Linked DNA regions of Mus musculus: region 2 is linked to region 1. The links are chromatin contacts, called in public HiChIP or PLAC-seq maps. All regions are on one chromosome and are shown on one strand. The core of a region is the stretch at or near the end of the contact, and the rest is flanking DNA. Distances in the headings are between cores, read along the strand shown.

Region 1 (6,677 bases), core at 1,313-3,812:
CAAAAGTTTTACCATGTTCTAAGCATTTCAGTCCAGATAGTAATTCCATCTGGAAAGGCTGTGGGTTATTCTTTTCCAGACAGAAACGTAGTTTAACATGTAGAGCTTTCTGGTCCTCAGACTCCCATTTCATAACTGTCTGACTTACCCCTGACACAGGGCGGCAGGTGAGCAGTGAGTGCCAAGGTGAGATGCTGGATTACCGACGCATGCTGATGGAAGACTTCTCTCTGAGCCCCGAGATCATCCTGAGCTGTCGAGGGGAGATTGAACACCATTGTTCTGGATTACATCGGAAAGGGCGAACCCTCCACTGTCTGATGAAAGTGGTTCGGGGTGAAAAGGGGAACCTTGGAATGAACTGCCAACAGGCGGTAAGGAAAAATATTTCTGCTGCCACTTGACTGTTTTCTTAGGATTACTATTGCTGTGATGAAACACCATAACCAAAACAGCTGGGAAGAAAGGGTTATTTTAAATGCTTGTTCTTTCACATCGTACTCCACCATCATTGAAGGAAGTCTAGGCAGGAACTCAAGCAGGAATCTGGATGCAGGAACTGATATGGAGGCCATAGAGGATTGCTGCTTACTGGCTTTGGCTTGCTCAGCTTACTTTTTTATAGAACCCAGGACCATCTGCCCAGAGGTGGCACCACCCACAGTGAACTGGGCACTCAATTGCTAATTAAGAAGATGCCCCTGAGCTGAGCCGGGTGTGGTGGCACATGCTTTTAATCCCAGCACTGAGTTCGAGGCCAGCCTGGTCTACAGAGTGAGTTCCAGGACAGCCAGGGCTACACAGAGAAGCCCTGTCTCAAAAAACCAAAAAAAAAAAACAAACAAAAAAAAAATTGCTGTGGAGCTAGGTAAAGGAAATCCATTGTTTTCCTGTTTCTAAAGAACTTGCCAGTTTGGATTACGAAAGACAGAATAAAGGCAAATCACTTTCTTCAAAATGAGAGGCTATTAGGAGAAGAGAACTTGCCTGTCTTAACAAGTTTGATTGAGTTGAAATTGAGAGTTGACATGAATGGAAAATTTCTGCCAGTTTACTTTTTTACGATATGCCACAAGTCTGAAGGATCATCCTCAGAATCAAGTGTCTTTATTGATTAAATCAGGGAAACTATAAGCAGAAAGATCTGTCTTTCACCAGCTCCAAACTTTACAAACAAGAATATAAAGATAGTCTTTTCCACAAACACTTAGCTTTCGTATTGCTATATAACATGAATGCAACCATGAGGTCAGTCCCCTACATCAGAAAAAGGACTTGCTTTTTCTGGGAGAAAATGAAGTGACTCTTGATCCTGTGTTTATGAGCAGCGCAGTCCTGCAGATCACAGTACAGAGTCAGCACAGTGCATGCAGAACATCGTCTCCTGCCTTTGACCATGTTTGTTATTTGTATGGGTTAAATCTCCTGCAGTTTAGCATACCAGGTGCAAGCCTCTACAACATAGCACTCTCTGCAATGACTTTCCCTTTTAAAGCAGGAAAGATACTTTAGTTTTATAACCTAAGTCACGCTTTAGGAAACCACAATTCATTTGTTACTTTGTTTTGGCTATTTTTATTAAACACTAAATACTACTTGAATTTTCTTTTCTTCTTCTCTCTCCTTTTTTTTAAAATGGTTTGAAGGCATTTATTGTAGAAAGGCAGCCACGTGGAGGGGGGAAGGAAAGGGGAGAAGGAGAGCAAGAGGTAAGAGACAAGGAGAGAGCAAGAGCTTAAGAGCAAATTTTATTTTCTAGTTAATCATGTAAAATCAAATTTGTACAGTTGGGCTGGAGAGATGGCTCAGCGGTTAAGAGCACTGACTGCTCTTCCAAAGGTCCTGAGTTCAAATCCCAGCAACCACATGGTGGCTCACAACCATCCCTAATGAGATCTGACGCCCTCTTCTGGGGTTTCTGAAGACAGCTGCAGTGTACTTAATAAATAAAGAAATAAATCTTTAAAAAATTTTTTTTTGTACAGTCTATAACAATTTTATAGTCTGAAATACAAGTTTACATGAGCTTTAGATATGGAGTCAGGTTTTGTTAACCATGACCCAAAGTAGATACTAACAGCAGTTACATTGTGCATGTCGGTGCTGGGATGGGAAGACCAGTGCAGCCTCTTCTCTCAAACAGCAGAATCAGCTGGAGGGCTGCTCTGGAGGCTGCAGTGAGACTGTGAGGATGAGTGTGCTGTGCTCCTCTGCAGTCCTGTTTGTTGGCAGTTGCCCCGGGTGCCCTTTGTGCCAGTGAATATGCCTGGCTGCAGTCCAGGATGAATCAGGAGACGGCCTCTGCTGTGTTTGCTTTTCATCCTTAATTCCATCTAGTAAGGTTGTGGAAGGAGGATAGGAAAAAAGGAATCTATCTATAGTAAGCTTACACCTATTGTAAAAATGTTCAGGAAAAAAATAGACTGGACTCAACTCTGTTTTGAGGCACATAGTTCACTATGAGGTTTTTGGAAAGTTAGCTTCGTTAAAAGAACTAGTGACTCAGCTTCAAAGATAAATAAGTTCCGCCTACACCACCCTTTGTGCCCAGAAGAAGAAAGTGCTTTCCAAACCCAGAGGGCAAGCACAAATAGTGAACTGTGTGGTTTTGACTGCATTAAGACTGCTTAGGAAGGAAGCACTTCATTTTTATTGTATGGATTCTATTTTTTAAAAGCCTTTTCTCACAAAAACTAAAGGCAATTTTTCCAGAAGGATAGAGTCGTCCTTTGTCTTCTATATTATCTAGCCTTAGTCAAACTGAAGAATATCTTTGAGCAATTTGGGTGGGTTTCTTTTTACTTTGAAAGTTTTATTCCTTGACACAACAGACTTCAACATCTGTCTCTAGATTAATTTAATGAACTGGTAATGGTTATCAGCAAGTGCTGAACTGTAAAGTATGTGGATAATTATTATCCTAATGAGTGTCCACTCCTCCAGATTTACCACAGTTACGACAGGGCTATGACTAGCCTATGCTTCTCACATCAAGGATGGCTGCATAATGCATTCTCCAGACCAAGTCTCTCCGGAGCTTTGCTCGGGGTTTTTTTGTTAATATCAGGGGCCAGAATGTATATACAATCATAACATCAGTTTATAGTCTATTTTTCCTTTTTTTTTTTTTTTTGTTTTTGTTTTTGTTTTTGTTTTGAGATAGGGTCTCTTTATGTAGCCCTGACTATCCTAGAACTTGCTATGTAGATCAAGCTAACCTCGAATTCACCGAGATCCAATTGCCTCTACCTCCCAAAGCCTCAGATTAAAGGGGTTCCTTCATCATTGCACCTGGCTCAGTTTGTATTCCAATTGCATATTTTCCTCACTCCCTACACTGAATTCTAGAATGGCAATAATTCCTTGAATTATTAGCCTACTAGATGCCATGGGATACTAGAAAAAAGATATTACTATCTTGATCTTGGTCATCCGGTGTCAAAATTTGCTCACAAAGTTATTTTTCTACCAGCAAGCTATAATATTCTTTAGCTTTTCCAAATTACCAACAATAATTTATAGAAATACTTTCTATCCCAGAATATTGACATTTTCCCTATATTTCTCTCTTAATGATTTTTTTCTAGGATAATAGAATTGGGATCTTTATTTTATCTAAAATCTGTATGTATGTAAAGGGGCCAGAGCTTTGTTATGAACCATTGTGGGATCCCAGGTCAGATGTGTACAGATCAGAAAAGGCTCCAAGAAAGGGTAAACCAGTGACACAGAGCATGTCTAAACGTGTTTGTTTGTTTGTTTATTTGTTAAAACGGGGTTTCTCTGTGTGGCTCAGGCTGTCCCAAAACTCACTCTGTAGACCAGGCTAACCTGGAACTCAGTGATTCAACAGCCTTGCCTCCTGAGTGCTGGGATTAAAGGCACATTCCCCTCCTCTTCCCCCCCACCCATGCCCCCACCTCCCGTGCTGAAGTATCTAATTCTTAAGGATGGAGAAAAAAAAAAGAAAAGAAATTAAAACAGTAAGGGTTGTAATTTCTATTTTTCTTTCTCTATTTAAGATTCCCACTCCACAGCCCCATCTGCTACCCATCTGTGGTAATAGTGATCTTCTATCTATAAAATGCTTTGCAGTTGACCTTACTTTGTTTCATGTGGTATCAACATCTGTCTGTCTATCCGTTCTCGGATACAATATCACTGTGTAGCTGTCTTGGAACTCTAAACCAGGCTGGCCTTGAACTCACCTGTCTCTACGTCCTGAGTGCTGTGATTAAAGACATACATCACCACACTTGGCCATTTCTTAAAATCTGTAATTGAAAGAACTAAAATTTGGAGCTGGAGAGATGGTTCTGGGGTTAAAATTCGTACTGGTGGCTCTACCAGAGAGTCTGAGTTGAGTTCCCAGCATTCTCATATAACTAAAAACATCTGTAGCTCCAGTCCCAAGGAACCTGATGCCTTCTGCTGGCCTCCACAGGCACTGTATGTGCACAGGTTAGACAGACATACATGTGGGCAAAACACTTGTACACATAAAATAAAAATAAAAATAAAAAAGAGGGAGGGAGTAAAAAACTCAGTGGCACATGAGACTGTCCAACTCTCACAGCTCAGGTAGCACAGAACAGACCAGGACTTGCACTTGGTCTTCTGATCCATAGTCTCTTCAGTCCTCCACTCTGAGGCCCCTGTTTCCTGCCTTTATCTCCAGTAAGGGATGGGCCAAGTGCAAGTAGATGGGAAGAGTGCACTTTTATTCTTAGGTATTTTACAGCAAGCATTCTGTGCTAATGCTTGTGGTATAAATATAGTAGGTAAAAGGTAATAACTTGTAAGCATTCTTTTCTTTTCTCGTTTTTGTTCTTGAGTCTGTCAGTCTGCTTTTTAGGATAGGATTTCTCGGTGTACCCGCCCTGGCTGGAACTCCTCTGTAGATCAGGTTGGCCTTTGAACTCAGAAATCTTCCTGCTGCTGCCTCCAGAGTGCTGGGATTTAAGTTGTGAGCTACCACTGTCCAGCACAGTCTTGTTTTCTAATTCCAGCTATGAGTTAATTGAAATCTCTCACATCTACCTTAATAAAACATAGTATGCTTGTTATGACACCGATGTCATTGCAGCAACATTTACAGCCTTTTTAGGATCAAATTGTTCTCTAATTGAGATGTCTTTTCTTTTACTTGTTTCAACTCTGGCTTCCTTTGGAGTGAACTTGCATAGCCATGTTTTTCAGACTTGTTTTGCAGATGACCAAGTAAATCTTCAAGTTCCACAATGACTTCAACAGAAAACCCAGGGCAAGTGGAAAATGGAGAAAAAAATTGGAAAATGTTACAACAGTGTTTTCCAACATAGCTAGTAACATCTGTAGATGTTTGTTTGGGTTGTGTTATGATGGTTGGACTGAGCATCTGCTGGGTGACATTGCTCTTCTCTGTGCCTAAACTACCTTTTTTTCCCTCAATCCAGCTTCAGACACTGATTCAGGAGACTGACCCTGGTGCAGACTACCGCATTGATCGAGCTTTGAATGAAGCTTGTGAGTCTGTAATACAGACAGCCTGCAAACACATACGATCCGGAGACCCAATGTAGGTTCACTCTCCATATTGTGTTTTATTTGCCAACACAGAGAACATTCCCCTCGAGTGGCTTTTGAGTAGTGTAATATCTTGACTAACATTTTGTTGAACATGGACACACACCAAACTTTTGCTAAAACTAATATTGAGACTGAGACTTCTGATCTGCCTTACCCATGATATAGAGACACTCAGACCCAGAACTATGATGGCAGTTGTTGACAGTGACTGGGCATATAGGACCTATTAGTCATTGAGTAACTTCCTGTAATTCAGAGACTCTCAGGGCATCAGGATAAAGTGAAACACTTGGCACTGTGACTGTCTCATGCTTGCTTGTTTGTTTGTTTGTTTGTTTGTTTGTTTTCCGAGACTTGGTTTCTCTGTGAACCCTGGCTGTCCTGTAACTCAAACTCAGAGACCTGCCTGCCTCTGCCTCCCAAGTGCTGAGATAAAAGGTGTGCACTACACCTAGCATCTTACAGTTTTTGTGTTTAGATGATGTATAGATGTAGATGAGCATAGATAGAATGTTTATAGTATAGTAGCCATGGCAACCAGAAGAGGGACAGGGGAAGGGAAGGAGATTCATTTTACATTTATGGGTGTTTTCCCTGCATGCATGTCTATGTACTACTTGCTTGCCTGGTAACACACAGTAGTCAGAAAATGGTGTCAGATTTCCTGTAACCAGAACAGTTATGGGGGTGCTGGGAATTGAGTTGAATCCTGTTGATGAACAATCTGTGCTCTTAAACACTAACACATCTCTCCATCCCCAGCATCTTTAATTAAATATGATATGTGGCGCTTTGCTGGGTTTTGATTTGAACAAATATTTTAAAAGACATGAGATAGTTGAAAATATTTAAGATGTGGGGCAACAAGGTTATGTTTGCTTGCTTTCTTGCTTGCTTTGTTTGTTTTTTGAGACAGTTTCTCTGTATAGCCCTGGCTGTCCTGCCACTCGAACTATAGACCAGGCTGGCCTCGAACTTGATGGAGATCCTCCTGCATGTTTTCTAAGTGCTAGGATTAAAGGCCTGTGTCACCACTGCCTGCCCTAGGTGTTTATTTTATATGATGTGTTTACCTTTTTATTGTTGTTATTGATATGACAGTGATCTCA
Region 2 (6,677 bases), core at 1,510-4,009, 250 kb before region 1:
ACTCTAGAATTCGGAACCAAATATGGATGGCAGAAGCCAGCAGAAACTAATGACCCGCACACACTTCTAGAGAGTCAGATTGGCAACTTGAGTCAGTTTGAAATGCTGAGACATTGTGATAAAAACTGCATGGTACTGACAAGTAGACCAATGGAATAGAATTGAAGACCCAGAAATGAACCCACACACCTATGGTCACTTGATCTTCGACAAGGGAGCTAAAACCATCCAGTAGAAGAAAGACAGCATTTTCAACAATTGGTGCTGGCACAACTGGTTGTTATCATGTAGAAGAATGCGCATCGATCCATACTTATCTCCTTGTACTAAGGTCAAATCTAAGTGGATCAAGGAACTTCACATAAAACCAGAGACACTGAAACTTATAGAGGAGAAAGTGGGGAAAAGCCTTGAAGATATGGGCACAGGGGAAAAATTCCTGAACAGAACAGCAATGGCTTGTGCTGTAAGATCGAGAATTGACAAATGGGACCTAATGAAACTCCAAAGTTTCTGCAAGGCAAAAGACACCGTCAATAAGACAAAAAGACCACCAACAGATTGGGAAAGGATCTTTACCTATCCTAAATCAGATAGGGGACTAATATCCAACATATATACAGAACTCAAGAAGGTGGACTTCAGAAAATCAAATAACCCCATTAAAAAATGGGGCTCAGAACTGAACAAAGAATTCTCACCTGAGGAATACCGAATGGCAGAGAAGCACCTGAAAAAAATGTTCAACATCCTTAATCATCAGGGAAATGCAAATCAAAACAACCCTGAGATTCCACCTCACACCAGTCAGAATGGCTAAGATCAAAAATTCAGGTGACAGCAGATGCTGGCGTGGATGTGGAGAAAGAGGAACACCTCCTCCATTGTTGGTGGGATTGCAGGCTTGTACAACCACTCTGGAAATCAGTCTGGCGGTTCCTCAGGAAATTGGACATAGTACTACCGGAGGATCCAGCAATACCTCTCCTGGGCATATATCCAGAAGATGCCCCAACTGGTAAGAAGGACACATGCTCCACTATGTTCATAGCAGCCTTATTTATAATAGCCAGAAGCTGGAAAGAACCCAGATGCCCCTCAACAGAGGAATGGATACAGAAAATGTGGTACATCTACACAATGGAGTACTACTCAGCTATTAAAAAGAATGAATTTATGAAATTCCTAGCCAAATGGATGGACCTGGAGGGCATCATCCTGAGTGAGGTAACACATTCACAAAGGAACTCACACAATATGTACTCACTGATAAGTGGATATTAGCCCAAAACCTAGGATACCCAAGATATAAGATACAATTTCCTAAACACATGAAACTCAAGAAAAATGAAGACTGAAATGTGGACACTATGCCCCTCCTTAGAAGTGGGAACAAAACACCCTGGGAAGGAGTTACAGAGACAAAGTTTGGAGCTGAGATGAAAGGATGGTCCATGTAGAGACTGCCATATCCAGGGATCCACCCCATAATCAGCATCCAAACGCTGACACCATTGCATACACTAGCAAGATTTTATCGAAAGGACCCAGATGTAGCTGTCTCTTGTGAGACTATGCCGGGGCCTAGCAAACACAGAAGTGGATGCTCACAGTCAGCTAATGGAGGATGCTCCCAATGGGGGTGGGTGGGTATGGGGGACTTTTGGTATAGCATTGGAAATGTAAATGAGCTAAATACCTAATAAAAATGGGAAAAAAAAGCCAGCAACATGACTCAGTGAGTTAAGGAGATCACGGCTAAACCTGACAAATTTGCACTCTTGGTTCAGAGACAATTTCTGTCCTAAGGTAACAAAATGGAGAGCAATAGAGGAAGACACCGAGCATCACGCTTCAGCATGCACCAGACCGCAGAGGGAAAATGCAGCTTTTTATTCCTTCGTAAAAATTTTACTCCTATAGCAGCATAAATCGCCGTCAGCCTCCAGTTCCTGCCCTCTGCTTTGCTGTGTTAAGCTAAGACTGGATATGAAGCACAGAGAAACAGTGATGTGTAAACAACAGGTCTTCCCTTGGAGTCTTTTTTTTTGTCTGTCTGCTTTGACTTGTTATCCAGAACAGCTTTTATTTGTCTGTCTGTCTGTCTGTTTATATTTTGTTGTTATTTGGGTTTTTTTCTTCTTTGGAGGTAAGAACTGGTGTGAGCTATGAGTGCCCTTTGAACTCCCACCATGAGTGAGCGTTGGTTTAAAGGCCCCAGGGCCAGGCCAATGGTATTTTCTTAATTTAGAGAGAATCACTGATAGAACCCAAGGCTATCTATCTGTATACCTCCCAGACTTAATATACGGAGATCAGAAACAGAAGAAAATGTAAGAAGATATTTAGGTGTCCAGCATAATAAACCGATTTCTTTCTTATAGGGAAAATATCTCAACAGCTAATGTTCTTTTGGCTGGGATTACAGGATAAGCCGCCATCCCTGGTTTAAATGCTGGTTGGAGTTAGAGATCCTGGAAACAGGTAACAACATACGGCTTCCAGATCCAGGGCTTCTGAACATTCATGCGCATGAGTGTTTTTGCCTGCATGCATGTACCTGCGCCACATGCCTGGCACCTCTGGAGTCCAGAAGAGGGTGTTGGGTCTCTTGGAACTAGAACTATAGACAGTCGTGAGCCACCACGAGGGGACTGGGAATGGAACCCAGGTAGTTCCTCCACTAGAGTAACAAGGGCTCTTAGCCACGGAGCTGTCTCTCATGGCTTCCAAGCTGAAATTTAACAGCAGGTGGCAGCAGAGCACCTACAAATCTGAGCGTTTCCATCTGAAAGCAGGAGAAAAAGCCCAGAGTTATCCAAACAGGCCAAAACCTGCTTCTCCAGTTGTAAACCGAAAGGTCCGTGCTCCAGTCACCGTCCTCTTTCCAGGATCAACATAGTCAGAAGAGGGAAGGTTTGCTTCGGCTCCCCGTTGGAGGGTCCAGTCCCTCATGGTGGGGAGTCATGGTTCTAGAAACTTCAGGCTGCTGGTCTCACTGTGTCTGTAGTCAGGAGGCAGAGAGGTGGATGCCTGGCAGCCTCAGCTCACAGGCTTCCTTTTCTTTTGTCTCTCTCTCAAGACCACAGACCAGGGCTTTTTGTTGGGTCTTCATCCTATCCAGTAAAGTGTGAGATGTTCTCTGTTTGTCCAGTCCATTCAGTGACTGAAGAAATATAGGCCCCTTCCAACAGAGAAAAGCCAAGGGAAATCCTACCTTTCGTTAGGTATGAACGACTTCTCCCGTTATCGTTTAAATTAAACCACTTAGCATTTTTAGCTGCATTTTACATTTCTAAAACTTTAGGTGGGGAAGAGCTGCTACCATGGCACGTGAGTTGGGAGACAACCTTTGGGAGTTGGTTCCTACCTTCCACTGTGAGGGTTCTGGGGATTGGCCCCTTACGTCAGTGACATAATTTAATTAAGTGAGAAACACAGTTTAACGATTTATTTATTTATTATTAGATATTTTCTTCATTTACATTTCAAATGCTATCCCATTTCCTATTTTCCTGTCCGAAAGTCCCCTATAACCCCCCTGCTCCCCAACCCACCTATTCCTGCTTCCTTATGTATATGAGTACAGCATTGCTCTCTTCAGATACACCAGAAGAGGGCATCAGATCCCATTACAGATGGTTGTGAGGCACCATGTGGTTGCTAGGAATAGAACTCAGAACCTCTGGAAGAGCAGTCAGTGCTCTTAACCACTGAGCCATCTCTCCAGCCCAAGAAACACAATTTAAATATGGTTGTTTAGTAAGAAAACAGAGTGTGGCCAAATCTTATCTCAAGCTTAGTCACGGGGTGATTGGCTTAGGGGCATCCACCAAGCTCACAGAAGACGACGAAGATGACAGGAAGTGGTGGGAGAATCCTGAGTGGACTGGAAGATGAAAATAAGGGTAGTGATGCTAACACACGCTGGTCATCTTAGCACTTGGTGGGCAGAGGCACAGGAATCACTTCGAGTTCAGAGCCAGACAGGCCTACCGTGGTGAGGCCTGGGTCAAAAATATAAACAAAGAAAGAGAAAGAGAGAAAGAGAGAAAAAGAAAGAAAGAAAGAAAGAAAGAAAGAAAGAAAGAAAGAAAGAAAGAAAGAAAGAAAGAGAAAGAAAGAAAGAAAAAGGAGGGGAGGAGGGAGGGAGGGAGAGAGAGAGATAGTGGATGACTGGGGCCAGTGAGGTGGGATAGCAGCTTACCTGGATTCAAGACAAACTTCAGGACCCACACAGTGGAAGAAGAGAACCAACCCGTCCAAGTTACCCTCTGACCTCCACACATGCCCCTCGGTCCCTACGCAGAAAAAAACAAACAAAACAACAACAACAACAAAAAACTAATGTAATGCAATTCTCTCAAAACTGAGATTGGAGCAGTTTTTGCTGTCCTTTGGACTGATTTCTCTCGCTCTGTCACATCATGACACAGCATGATTTAACAGCAAGACTGAGGGGCCATTTCTGCACAGACTCACCAGAAAGCACTCTTGTAAGGCTGGTTCAGGAAAGTCGGGTGTGGTGGCACACTAGGGAGGCAGAGCAGGCAGATCTCTGTGATCAGCCTGGTTGACATCGAGAGTTCCAAGACAGCCAGGGCTACACAGAGGAGATTTGTTTCAAAACAACAAAAGCTGCGGTAGCTGAACCCAGGTGCGGTGGTACATGTCTATAATCCCAGCACTCCGGAAGCAGAGGCAGGAGGATCAGTTAAGGTCATCCTCGGCTGTATATCCAGTTCAAAGTAGATTTAGACACATGAGGAAAATCTTGGCTTTCAATGACTAGCAGTGACTTGGTTAATTCTATATTTCTACAGTGAAAACCACTAGTAGTAGAGCCAAGTTATGAGGATCCTGCTCTCAGTTGGCAGCAGGGAAAGTAATACACAATAGGAGCCTTGCTCACGATGTGTGTCTAGGGAAGGAGAGAGCCAGCCTGTGTCATGCTCAGGAGCTGCTATGTCCTCAGAAGGCAGAAAACACAAAACAAACGAAAGCTCCATTCCCCCCGACTAATAAGATGAGAAGAACTTTCTTGTTCATGGGGAATCTATAGAAAGAAGTAATAAAAAGAAATGTAAATATAATATGGATGGAGCAGGCTCTATTTAAGAATAAATATGTATATGCATATCCATACATGCAAGCAATATCAGTCAGTGTGGAAAGGGCCATGGATTTGAAGGAGACGGAGAAAGGCAGTCATCTCCATTAAATCTGAAGTGTTCCCTGCTACCTTCCCCTATTTTTACCCTTTCCTGTCAATGTTTTAAAAAGTATGCCACCCACAATGACCTTGTGTCTTTGTTGTTTTAGGGAGTTACAGGGGACCAGAGGTCAGGACCGTACCAAGGAGTCACCAAGAGAAAAGAGCAAATGTAGGTGCTAATTCTGAATGCAGGCCAAGCATGGTTGGCAAGGGAGTGCCACTTTGGGCTAGCTGGGTAAATCCTGAGGTGCTGAAGAAAGCTGGCACAAGGTCAGGCGTGGCGCTGCTTGTCTGTGATGTTAGCACTTGAGAGGCTGAGGCAAGAGGGCCAATGTGAGTTCAAAGTCACCCAAGGTTGTGGGGAGCTGGTGTGGCGGCAGTCCCAAAGGCGCCAGGGACTGCAGCTAAGTCATATGACTTGCACCTGACTTCCTCATATAAGACACAAACATCTTGAGTGCTGCGCAGGTGTACCAGGATACAGGTGAATCCAATTTGGTGGAGATTTGCCCCTGCTGCCCTGATTAGCTGAAGCCTTGTGACTGGCAAGGGGGCGTGGCCTGCAGTATGTGGATGAGAGAGAGTATAAAAGGAGTGAGAGGCCCAGGGTTCGGGGGAGATATAAACAAGAAGAATCAGGACTGAATAAACTGCTGTTAGAAGGACTGGTGGTCGCGTCATTCTTGCTGGTCGAGAGCGGGCGCGACACAAGGTTACACAGCAAGCCCTTGTTTCTGAAAGAATTAAAGAGACTGGCATGAATTTCTGTACCTTCATGACTTCATAAATAAAGGATTCATTTTTACATTGAGTCTATCACCTTCAATATATGTAAACAAATGTATTCTTTTCTTTCCATGTTGTCAAGAACATATAGTGTTGGACAGATGGATTAGCTGTTAGGAATCCTAGTTCACAGTTGTGTGGATTGGAATTCAGATCCTACATCCCTGTAAGTTCCTGTAACCCCAGTTCTGAGGGGGCGGGAGACAAGAGGATCACAGGGGATTGCTGGTTTCCAGCTCAATTGAAATTCAGACTCCAGCCCCAGGTTCAAGGAGAGAGCCCCATCTCAAAAGAATTAATGGAGAATGTCTGGAGAGGGCGGCAGCATCCTCCTCTGGCCTCCACGAGCTTATATCCACCCGCGCACAAGCACACACATGCAAATAAGAGAAGTTATCCCCTTCACGTAAAGCATTTTAATGTCTTCTCTTCAGCACGTTCAAATGATCAGCACCGTTTCGCTTGTGCTTTGGGGACAGGAAATACAATGAGGGTTACGCCTTGACAGATGTCTGAAACCTGAGACACTTCCTGAGTGAGTAACAGATAGTGGGTATTCACAGTGGGTACACTGGACCAAGGCATGATTCATGTTCCAAGCAAGATGGAACAGGACGGCATGAGACTGGGGCTACTCAGAAGGGCACTCGGTTTAAAATTTGTGTTAGTTTTCTGT

Evidence for each region. HiChIP or PLAC-seq counts read pairs in DNA pulled down with a chosen protein or histone mark.
Region 2: an HNF4G HiChIP or PLAC-seq map of pancreatic cancer cells shows a contact between it and region 1. The contact joins two enhancer-like sites. A contact is called at or near these places in 3 of 39 promoter capture datasets (hippocampal neurons, liver and pre-B cells), 3 of 484 Hi-C or Micro-C datasets (cerebellum, cerebral cortex and palatal mesenchyme) and 1 of 115 datasets of contacts at active chromatin or transcription factors (pancreatic cancer cells).

Annotation. Positions count from the first base shown.
Region 1 is chr8:111,181,411-111,188,087 of GRCm38.p6, reverse strand. Glg1 (golgi apparatus protein 1) reads left to right here. Exons shown (of 26, transcript NM_009149.3): 8 at 160-374; 9 at 5,436-5,557. Among named protein-coding and RNA genes, the nearest start is that of 9430091E24Rik, 39 kb to the right of the region's middle. Within about 2 kb of position 2,562, at least 100 of the 459 cell types and tissues checked have an H3K27ac peak or open chromatin away from gene starts, as enhancers often do. A contact at or near this core is called in pancreatic cancer cells, where this site is marked.
Region 2 is chr8:111,435,478-111,442,154 of GRCm38.p6, reverse strand. No RefSeq gene overlaps it. Among named protein-coding and RNA genes, the nearest start is that of Gm24793, 20 kb to the right of the region's middle. Within about 2 kb of position 2,759, at least 12 of the 459 cell types and tissues checked have an H3K27ac peak or open chromatin away from gene starts, as enhancers often do. A contact at or near this core is called in pancreatic cancer cells, where this site is marked.